Regions from separate parts of the Mus musculus genome. Here region 1 is linked to region 2. A link is a contact called in public HiChIP or PLAC-seq data. All regions are on one chromosome and are shown on one strand. Each heading gives the region's core, a stretch centred on a gene start, on an enhancer-like site or on the middle of the called end of the contact. The rest is flanking DNA. Distances are from core to core; before and after follow the strand shown. Region 1 has its middle 41 kb from the start of Gm35593. Region 2 has its middle 38 kb from the start of Gm35542.

The links. HiChIP or PLAC-seq counts read pairs in DNA pulled down with a chosen protein or histone mark.
Region 1: an H3K27ac HiChIP or PLAC-seq map of microglia shows a contact between it and region 2, with 4 times the contacts expected there. The contact joins two enhancer-like sites. A contact is called at or near these places in 2 of 484 Hi-C or Micro-C datasets (embryonic stem cells and nephron progenitors) and 1 of 115 datasets of contacts at active chromatin or transcription factors (microglia).

The regions. Positions count from the first base shown.
Region 1 is chr8:89,382,968-89,388,823 of GRCm38.p6, forward strand. No RefSeq gene overlaps it. Among named protein-coding and RNA genes, the nearest start is that of Gm35593, 41 kb to the right of the region's middle. Within about 2 kb of position 4,579, at least 24 of the 459 cell types and tissues checked have an H3K27ac peak or open chromatin away from gene starts, as enhancers often do. A contact at or near this core is called in microglia, where this site is marked.
Region 2 is chr8:89,178,618-89,184,174 of GRCm38.p6, forward strand. No RefSeq gene overlaps it. Among named protein-coding and RNA genes, the nearest start is that of Gm35542, 38 kb to the right of the region's middle. Within about 2 kb of position 3,979, at least 1 of the 459 cell types and tissues checked has an H3K27ac peak or open chromatin away from gene starts, as enhancers often do. A contact at or near this core is called in microglia, where this site is marked.

The DNA.
Region 1 (5,856 bases), core at 3,329-5,828, 200 kb after region 2:
ACTCAATTTCTCAACAGTGTGTGGCTAGCAGCAAGTCGTTTGTGATCTGTTCATAGGTAAATGTTGAGAGGTTGTACTCGAGTAGAGCCATGCTCGGTCCTGAGGTCCCGAGGAGGACTGCGTGGTGTACTACCCCTTCAAGGTGCACCATGCCTCTCTGGAGGACCCTCCTGGGGACTCTCCCCAGCCCCTAGAGCTGGACCACTGTCTGGGATCCTTCTGAAGTGGCACAGAGCTGACTTTGGAGCCTGTGGAGCTAAGTTTGGCTCCCTGTGTTGTTTTTGGGCAATTACCCTGGAAAGTCCTTCCTGTAATTAACCCCAGCTTCACGGACGTTGCTATTTGAACATCACTCTCCTAAACACGCCTGCCTCTCTGCCATTATTTCCTGGGAAGATGAGGCCCCAAAGGAGCTGCCTTAAATCAGTTTGTAACCAGCTTTTGTCTCCCAGAGATACGTGTGGTTGTTACTAGGGATATTTCAAATCAGACACTTCCCCGCCCCACTTCAACTTTTTTTTTTTTAAGAAAAATAACATTTTCTTCCTTTGCCCTTTTATATTTCTTCCTCTCCCTCCCATATTCTTTCATGTATTCAGGATGTAATAGAAACAGCATCAAAGCCCAGAGCCCTGCCGAATCCTCCTCCCCTATAGGAAGTGTGCCCTTCTCCTGTCTGATCATTGACTCAAAACCACAGAGATTTCCAGGCCTGGTTTGAGAGGGGAATGCTGAATAAGCAGGGACCATGGTCTGCAGCCCCCTGAAAGACAAAAGTGGAGGATTTGTTGAACAGGACTTTCTACAGCCCAATCCCCCTACTCCACCCCCCTGTTGGTGATAATTGTTCAGAACTGGCCTGGAGAGGGAGGGAAGCACACACATCCCCCCCCCCCCCTGATGATTCTAATGCAGTGAGACTCATCTTCAGAATCTCCGGGCCAGGGCAGCGTTCCACTCCTGCCTACACCACCAAGGCTCTCTGTGCGTTATTTAATTCCTCCTCCATGGAACGTGCACACGTCAGTTGCCTACTAAGTTTTGGACTTTGAGTGGGCAGGTGACAGCCAAAGGCTTGAAGGAAGGGGGAAGTTAATGTCCCTGTCTTTGAAGGCAGACTGTCTGGGTCAAAGACAGCTTGGTGATCACCCACCATCCAGCCCCACCCCTCCCCTCTGCCTCCATTCTGAATGAATGGGGACCACATCTGTTTCTTTTCTTACTAGAAGTAAGAGGCTAAGACCCTAAAATGTGGACAGGCCAGCACACACCTGGGTGGTCTTTAAATCAGAAAATGTGTTTTTACCTCTCCTCTCTCTCCTCTCTCTCTCTCTCTCTCTCTCTCTCTCTCTCTCTCTCCCTCCCTCCCTCCCTCCCTCCCTCCCTCCCTTCCTCCCTCCCTTCTTCTTTCTTTTCATCAGTGTACTTCATCTGGGCCTGTGTTCTCAGTGCTTTTCCTTGCTCTCTGCCCCTGTCTGTGCAGAGTTGGGGCAAGGAAAACCCTGGATGGGTACGTTGTTCCAATGTCCTCTTGGGTGCAGGCATATCCTTACTCACCGATCCCAGCCCTGGGATCCTCTAATGTGTGTACACAGAGGCTCTGGGTCAGGTGACAAAGATGCTGATATTTCATTTTCAGTGTCGTTGTAAAATTAAACTGTCCCTATGCTGGTCTGGGGTCACGTTTTGCTGTAAGCCCAGGATCTAGAATCAGACTGTGTGGCCTGAATCTCTGTTTCATAGTCTATAGTTGCTATATGCTGTATGTTGTAAGTTCTGCCTCAGTTGCCTCATCTGTAAAATGGGAATGATGTAAACTCTACCTTGACGGGTACCTGTGAGTTAGTCCCAATACTGGATGTTATGTTTGGTTAAGTAACAGCCCGTGATGGTCTCTGTCTCTCTACCTTCTTGGCCCACATGGAACCTCCCTCAAAGAACTCCCTTGCCTTGTTGAGCAGCCTGGCACGTGGAAATTCTGCTCAGCACTTCCCCTTATAAGATATACAAAGCCACTGCTCTCTTTAGAGTCTGAAAACTCCAGAAAAAGAGACATGTGCTTCATCCTGGGCTTGGATTAAAACGTATTTGCCAGGTATCTGAAGTTGAAATTCACTTAGGCACCCAAGTAACTGAATCTATAATCTAACCAGGGTGTTTCCTTCTCTGGTGACTGCTTGGCTGCTGTGCCATGTAAGCCTGCAGTGGAGGAGGGCAGCCGAGCTCCCAGAACTGGCTCAACCAGGGAAGCACCAGGCCAGGCAAGAGATGGGGATTTCAGCGGAAAGTCAAGTCAAACCGTTTCTCATCAAGTTAGTAAAGGAGCCGGTCCCAGCATCCCTGTCCATGACTGGGCAGGAAAACAGAATAAGCCTTTTGGGTGGCTTGGTGGGGTTCTAAGACTTCACTGTAGTAAAGGGGACATAGAGGTAGAGAGGAAGAGGAAAAGGAAGATACAGACAAAAGAGGGAGGAGAAGGAGACTGAATGAGCCAGAAAAGTGGCAACTATGGGTGGGTGCCATCCAGATAGTGAAGTCTGTCTGCGCTGGGCTGGGCGGGGCTGGGCTGTAAAGTGTGAGCGGGTAGCGTATGTGCCTTCCGTTTGTGCATAAGCACACGGTGTTTAACTAGATGACCAAACTGTTTGGTGTAATTCCCTGAAGCTCTCTATGTTTCTTTTGCCCTGTTCACTTTCAAACTACCGAAAGTTTTATCTCTTCCCAGAATAGAAGAGAATCCACGGGGGAGTGATCGAATTCAGGGCTAGCTGGTGTGCTTATGTTTGAGAACTTACCAAGGGAATCGTGTACTGAGCCTGTCTAGGCTTTGGCGACCTTATCTGAGGGTCAGCTGGCAAGAATTAATTATTATAGCTACTTATACACATCGGTGAATACAAGGCAAAGACTTCCTCTGTCTTAGGAGGTTCACAAAGGGTGTTCACTTTATAGAGGATGCTTCCCACAGAGCCAGATTGTCATCTGCTGGCTGCAGCACCACACAAGATAGATCTAGTGAGAAACCTGTTTTGTGTGTATGTGTGTGTGTGTCTTTTTCTTTTCTGGAAAGAGTGTTTCGTGTCTGGGCACCACAGTGGTGTGATTCAGATCCTAGTATTTACAGAAGCGCACCAGTAGATGTAGCAGCATACTAATGTGGCAGACAGTCTGAAAAGGACATAGAAGGGGCCATCACCCCAGGAGATGGTTGAAGTGCCCAGAGACCCAAGTAGCGGCGCTCAGAGGACCAGCCAGTCTGCTTGTCTGTAAAGAAAGTCTGTGTGGGTATTTGTGTTTTCTAATTTCTCTTCTCTCTAATTTTACACTAACTACATGGGATATATGGAAATAAATCTGCCACTTGTTACAGGACCAAGTTCTTATCCGAGGGTCCCCAATAAATAAGTAACACCATAAATAAATGAAAAAAAAAGGGACATCATAATTTCTTTCCTGGATCTCGAGAGAAGACAGCTAGGCGACAGTCACTGAAATGAAAATTCCAGTCCATGTTTAGAGCTGTTAGAGGAGATCCCAGCCCCACCGAGCCTGCGTGTCTTCTAAAACCCCATGCCCATTAATTGTGGGGCTCCCCTTTAAAGAACAGAGAACTAAGTTATAGGCTTGAGTTTGTACAGGGCAGGAAGTCAGTGACCAACAGATTAAAGGGCCTGGGACTTCAGGGTAAGGAGCTGAAAGGAAGCCACTTTTTATTCTCTCTCACACACAGCAACTGCCTGTAACACGTGCAGCTACAGAGAGCCAACAATAACACAATTTGCATTCACCTTCTACCTGCCATTTCCTCCCCATTAGCTGGTTTGACAATGAACCTTCCTAGGAATCACAAGGAACTTTGCTTCAACCAAACTTTTCAAGGAGTTTGGTTTCTAGGCATGGCATGGCACGGAGCACCTGCACTGTGGAGTGCCTCTCTCCCCCACCCCACCCCACCCCACCCCCCATTTAATTTTTTTTTTTAACTTAGGCACAGAAAGATGGGATCTTCCTCTGTCAACAAGTCTTGGTACCTGCTGGCTTACCCTTCTCCCTCTGACCCAAGGCCCATCCTTTTTCTTCTCAAATCCTATTTAATTTTTGCATTTCCTGATTTTTATCTTGGGAAAACAAAAGCCAGCTGCAATCACTAAGGAAACAGCTGAGGGTGCTGGCAGGTAGAGGCCTTGCAGGTTTGCAGCCCACACCATGAGAACGCAAGCAATGTGTCAGATTGCGGGGGCTTGTACATTCCCCAGAGTCTGCCTTCTGTACACACACACACACACACACACACACACACACACACACACACACACACACACACACGAGCACACACACACACATGAGCACACACACACATACAGGTACACACACACACATACAAACATGCACACCCCACAACTGTATGTATACACACAGTCCCCTTTCTCGCCTCTTGCCAGGCGTCTTCCTCATTTTACAGCTGTGTTTCCAATCAGCAGAAACAGCATCTTGCTCGCAGTCCACACTCCTTTCCTCTGCATTCTTAACCTTCTATCTTATGCATGGATCACTGGTTAGCTTAGAAATGCGCGGACACAAAGGAGGAGCTGACATGTGAGGTTTGACGGCCATAATGGCTGTTTATAAGCCTAATCCATCACGTTTAGTGGACACCTCCATTTTTGTCCCTCTGAAAAGGTATAAATAATAAAATGGGATAGCTCCGGCTCAGAGGTGCCTTGGTAAATATTTTAACTATTTACAAGCTCGCACCACCAACAATAGAAGCATCCGTAGACTGCAGAGCCCCCTCACCCCTGCCCCCCACCCCTCCCGATCATTCTGGGAGACCCAGACGGACCCTACCACTCAGCCAACAATAACATTGCTCCATGGTGGAGTTTTTCGGTGCTTGGGTTACATTTCTTTTTTTCCATATCACGTTATGATATTCTGAACTTGTCCCCACTCATTCCCCACAGCCCCCAGCAACCCTTCCAAAGGAAATATCCCTAAATAGCTTTTCTGAAAGCAAGCGAAGAAGGAAGTCTGGGAGCAAGCTGGCAAAGGCTGGTTTCAAAGTGCAATTCAGACACAAGTCTGAACAGTTATAAACCGTTCTCCTCAAAGTCCAAATATTGACAGGGTCCACTCATTCTGTGGTCCAGCTCAAGTTTAGCATTGGGTAAACACAGCACTAAGTTACTAATATGCTGCTCCAACTCCTATAGGCGTGAATCTGCCCCTGGGTTGAGGCACAGAGTGGATGGGGTTGCGGGGGCTGGGGGAGGGGTGTCTGTCAATTCTTTGGAAGTTAAAGGTGCTTTTCTTTGAGGACACTATGTCTGAAAGCCAGAGATGGAGGCACAAGGCAGCTTTTTAACCCTTTCACTCTTTCTTGTTCTGTGCATGGACAAGAAAGGAGAATCTGCTGCAAACCACGGAAAATTTCAGCTGTATGCAAACTCCCAATGATAACTCTACAGTTATACAATGATGCAAGGAGAGAGGCAGTCAAGTGGCACGCTTCAGTAACCTAGGCTCTGGGGTCAAGGAGTCCCACTTTAGGGCACTACACTGGCTCACACTTGTTTTAATCTATAATGTGGGCAGGAAGAGATTGCAGGAATTACTGGGCGGGGTGGATTTGAGGGAGAAGCTTATAATGGCTGTGATAACGAATACTGACAAACCTATCTTAAAGATATCAAGTCTTTTGAATCTAGCAATGGCGTTGGAAGTTTCCTCCAAGGGCTGAAAGGAAAATAAGACAAAAATACAACAAAACAATACAAAATACCCAAACCAACTGCAACCGTGTGACCACTCTCCCGAGCTTGAAATGGTCATTGCTCTTCCAGAATCCCCCCCTTT
Region 2 (5,557 bases), core at 2,729-5,228:
TCCGTGGTTTCACAGAACATCTAAGGCCACATTACAGGGTTGAAATCCCTGCAAATGAGGCCCTGATAGGCCACTGTGTGAAGCTGTGAAGGTGAACCCTAAGTTTCAGTGGATTCCCCGGGGGTTTTGGGGATCACAATACAGGCAGTCTACTGAGGAAAATTGCAGGCACAAAGTGGTACCAACCTAAGAAAGTGATTATGTATAGGTGTGTGTCAGGCAGCAGAAATGGAGGAGTCTGGCTACCCGATCTCTTTGGAACCCAGAAGATTCTGTCAGGAGACTCAGATACTGGATATGGAACTGTAGTGTTTGGTCATTGTGCTCTTAGATTTTGGTCTTGGTTTGGCATGATTATTCCTTGCTGGACTGGTGTCTTCCTTTCTGTGCCATGGTGTATCGGAAGTATGTGACTCAAAGTTAACACAGTACCTTGAGTCTTAGATAAGACCTGAACTTGCTAAAAATGCAGGAATCACTAAAGCACATGACACCGTACAAAGTTCGACTGACTGTATTTATGTGTTATGAAATGGTCATGAGATTAATGGAGGGTAAACGGCAGAAGGTCATAGCTTATGGGGTTGACAAAGAATGGTTAGCATTGACTGTCAACTTTATAGAATCTGAAGTCATCTAACAGACAAGCCACCAGCAGCCTTGTTCATGAATTATTATCTGGATTTGGTTGACTGAAGTGGGACAACTTATTCTAAGAGTGGGTAGAGCCATCCTATGTGCTGGCTGAGCAGGGGCATATATCATCCCCTGCTTCTTGACTGTGGATACAGTGTGGCCAGCCATCTCAAGCTCCTGAAACCAGGACTCACCTGACTTATGCACTGTGCCCTCAAACTGTGAACCAGAATAAACGCTACATTTCTTAAGTCAGTGAGAAAAGCAATCAGTACTTATTACTTTGTCATCTCCGTGACAAAATATCTCCCCAAATTTTGTTAACTTTCCCAAAGAGTGCCACCGACTAGGATGTAAGCACATGATATGTGAGCCTATGGAGGCACACCTGATACTCAAGCCATGAGATTGCCTAATGTGTCTTTGATAAAGGAATGAGGAAAGGAAGGAGGGAGGCAGGAGACCTATGGATGTCTCTGCTGTTGGGTACTTTGTGTGACATCTTGGTATCATCACACAGACAAGTAGCAGCGGGGAGGGCAGAGCACATGGTATCTCAGGAGTTTTGAACATTTATTTTCATGAATGCAGTGACGTTGCTGCTCAGCACGCTCACCTGATAAGAAAAGGTGTGGGTTTTTCATCAGTGTTTGTCTGAAAGTGAGATAGGGCGATGCTGACAACACACACTACAGAGAACATGCTGGAAAGCAGCTCCTTTGAGATAACTGGAGATTACAGCTTCCCAGCAGCATAGACCTTCTGCTACCTGATAAAACTAACAAAACTGCGGGCCTCGTTGATAGAACTGTTCCCTGCTGCAGGAGCACCACAGAACTTTGTCCAGACAAAACAGATAAGCACGCAGCTCTGGGTGAAGTGAAGTACTAATGCTCATCCAGGGTGTGGAATCTGAGGAACATCCATGCTCTGGCTGGAGGGATGCTGTCCTCAGTAAGAGCTGCACATCTAGCTGGGAGGCCTGGCCTTACTTTCATTTGCAGTATGTGTACTATCATCGTGACTGTAGCGCCTTATTTTTTTTTCTGCGGTTCTAGTCCTTACTACTCAACGTCTATACCATATGGGAGAAGGGACCCCCACCTCTGATTATAGAAGACAGCCTATGGCTCAGGTCTAGCCATTGAGAACATTGCATTCTCCTGCACAGAAATCAGTTTAGGAGAAGTTACACTGCAGAATAGGGACCAGTAAGATTCTTTGTCTTGGAAAGTCATGGGAACTAATAGGGGACAGTCACTAGCTGTATAGAAAGTCAGCCTCATACTTGGATCTTTGAAGGTACTGGTGGCCACCTCTGTCACCCTTTGCAGATACATTGGCTGAATAAGTGCTAAGGAGAAGAGATGGCCCAAGAGGTAACAGAAAGTCCTGAAGCTTTGCTACCACCTGGATTTACCCAGAGACACAAGCAGACGCCTTTGCCCAAGGGAAGAAGGACCAACACAGCCTGAACAATGACACCTCGGTTCCCTCGATGTTCCTCATGGTCACATGTCTAAGTGAATCCCTTGTATCCTAGGCAGTCTGGAGCTTCTATTAGAAGAGTCAAGCCATTCTCCCTGTCAGACCTTGAGTCTCCTTGAGATTCTTCTTCTGACGAGTTGTCCCTTTGTGTTGGAGGCTTTGGACGGTCCTTTGAGGACATCCTTTCCCCCATGACAGTGGCCTGTCTAGTCACTCCTGTCTCTGTGCTCTCACAGACCTCACCAAGCCTTCTCCTCAACCTAATTGTCACTCATGAGTCTCCACCCCCTCATTCTGTGAGCTCCTGAAAGGCAGGGATCGCATCTTACAACTGGAACCAGGCCCAGCCCTCCAGTCAGACATTTGGATGCACAGCGAGGGACCAGGAGAGGTCCATCAGGCCCAACTTAAGAATTGAGACTTTCTCCTAAGAGCAATGAGAGCCTTTGAAGTGCTTATGAAGGAAGAAGCCAGGCCTAGCCTGAGGTAGGACTCCCTGGTGAGCCTCTCCCTAGGCTTCCCAGGAGGAAGTCTCCACAGCTGAGGCCCATTCTCACTTTTTGAACTGAGTTTTCTGAGGTTTCTCAGGCTTTCCCCTCTTCTCTCTGGTGGGGCTGCTAAGTGTGGGCCTTTTTAAAGGGAGGCTCCATCCCACTGTAGAGTCTGCAGGGATCTCTGTGTCCCAAAGGCTTTCTACCCCCTGCTGGGATCCTATGCTGGCCCTTTGATGTTCCCATTATAACTTCTGCTTGGAAAGTATCCACTGAATACCTTGGCCCTTAGCCCTGTGCTGGGCCTGAGGCTTGCGCTCATTGAGTGGAGATGGCCAGAAGTGAGGAAGGTTTAGATCCTACTCTAAACAGGTGTCCCTGTTCATTCAGAGCTCCTACTGCAGAGTGGATGTAGGGCAAAACTGTGTCCCACACGGGGCCACACAGAAGGAGAAATAAGGAGGCCTTGTGACCGGGGTGGTTCTAAGAAAAGGATTTCTCAGAATCCCACCAGTCCTTTGCTGAGCTTCAAGAGGTAAAAGACGACCAGAGGCATGGTTTTCTAATGGCTGCCTTTTTGGAGACTTGCAGGCTGGCTGCCCAAACGACAGAATGGATCTCCCCTTCTTACTCCATGACTGACCCTCTTACAGCTGTAGCAATGAGATTAATGAAGACTCAGAGCCATGGAGCAGAAGCCGTGGCCCTTTTCAGATAAACACCCAATTTTCTAAGTTGATAGAACTTGACATTATAACTCACTCTATTATAACATAGTGTAGCAACAGGTCCTGTGGGCATCTGGTTACTATTATTACTTTATGTGTATGGGTGTTTTGTTTCCATATATATATATATATATATATGTATATATATATATATATATATATATATATATATATATGCACCGTGTTCATGCCTGGTAGCTGCAGAGACCAGGAAAGGGCATTGGATCCCCTGGGACTTGAGCTACAGACCATTGTGAACTGCCAGGTAGGTGCTGAAAACTGAACCTGGGCCCTCTGTAAGTGCAGCAAGTGCTTTTAGCTGCCTAGTCACCCCCCACACATGTGCTTTAAAGAATATGTTAAGTATGTATAGTTGATTTTAAAATTCACACTTGGTTATATTGCCAGGCATTACTAGGCAGTGACATGCAGTGGCATTGTGTCTTTTGATATGAAAGAACAAGATGTAAAAGCGTAAGAATGGATTTCAGCTTGGAAAAGGGCCATGAATACACATCGCTGGAGCACGTGAGGTGAGGGAACAATGACATGATTTTGAAAGCCTATGTTGTGTCTCGAGGGCAAGGTGTACACGAGAGCCCACTGTGAACTGAGGAGAAAAGAGGAAGTGTCTGCTCCATTTCCTGTTTAATCTGAACAACCCGTTCTGGGGAAGCCTGACCATCATCCAAGAGGAGTCGCCTTTGCTGTAAAAAATGAGAAGAATCACTGCAAAAAAACGGAAACTAAAAAGAGTAGAAAAAGAAGAAAGGAGAAAATGGGCTTCCCCAAGCCTCTGAGAGTCTCTCACCACATTGGAGGAAGACATTAACAGATGACAAGAAAAAACACTCCGATTTGTTTTGGGTTAACTAGAAAAAGCCCAGGACTGTATACAAATCTAGAGTTCAAAAAACCCAACCAACTGCCTGCAGGGACCAGGATGCTGGCGTGCAAGAAGGGAGCTGGGCCTAGTGGGGACTGTCAGGGGCTGAGACAGCAGGCTCTTCTGAGGTCAGCTGTCCCTAGATCACGCTCAGTGATGCTCTGTGCACACACCAGAGCTTATGATTAGTTTCAGTGTCCCCCAGTTTAAGTTCTAGGCGTGAAGGAAGGCTAAACTGACACCCGAATCATTTGCCAGAAACAAAATAGTTGTGAAGCATCTTCATTTGATATTGATTGGAGACCAAAAGAAGCAGGGCCTCAGACAGGGATTGAAGATGGGACATTTATTTGGATGGTCATTTCAGGAATGTCTGGCAGGGAAGTAAGGGGGCTTGTCAGCTAGAAAAAAAAATCCCTGATCAAAACACCTAAGGGCAGTGGTTCTCAACCTTCCCAGTGCTTCAACCCTTTTATATGGTGACCCACAGCCATAAAATTATTCCAATGCTGCTTCATAAGCTTCAAACTATAATTTTCTACTGTTATGAATCATAGTATAAATATCTGATATGTGGCCTCCAAAGGGATCCCAACCTACAGGTTGAGAACAAGTGCCTTAGGGGAAGAAAGATTTGGTTAGTGGTTTCAAAAGTTTTATTGTATTAAGGTAGAGGTTGTGGTAGAGAGAACAGCTCACATCATAGTAGGAGTGGGGGGGGATGTAAGTGATCCTTTTGGGGCACAGCTAGAGATATGCATTGCTAACTTCCTAGGTACTTCCCAATCCAAGCAAGTTGACAGGATTATCCGTAGAGGGGAGACAGGGAAGGGAAGGGGATGTTAACTGGTGTGCAAAGGAATATGGTATGTCTGGGAACTGGGAACTCTAGGAGACCCATAGGCTCAGAGTTGTTCACCGGAGCAGGGAAGAAGTTCTCTGGCTAAGAACTGCTCCTCCAGGGCTCAGTGTGCATCTCTGATGAGAGGAGGCAGCAGTAGTGAGTTTGGCTGAGCCACTAACAATGTCCTTGACTGAAGTTCAATGTCATGGACTGATCCCAGAAGCCAGATAGACTAGTTTTCTATTGCTTTGAGAAAAACCAAAACCAAATTCACCTTGGAGAAGAAAGGGTTGGTTTGACTTCTATGTCCAGAGCAGATGCGTTGGGGAGGGAAGTCAGGGCAGGAACTCAAGGCAGGTACTCGGAGGTAGGAACTGAAGCAGAGGCCATAGAGGAACACTGTTTAGTGGTTTGCTCCCTATGGCTTGCTCAGCCTGATTTCTTATAAATCCAGGACCACCAGTCCAGAGGTGCATTGTCTATA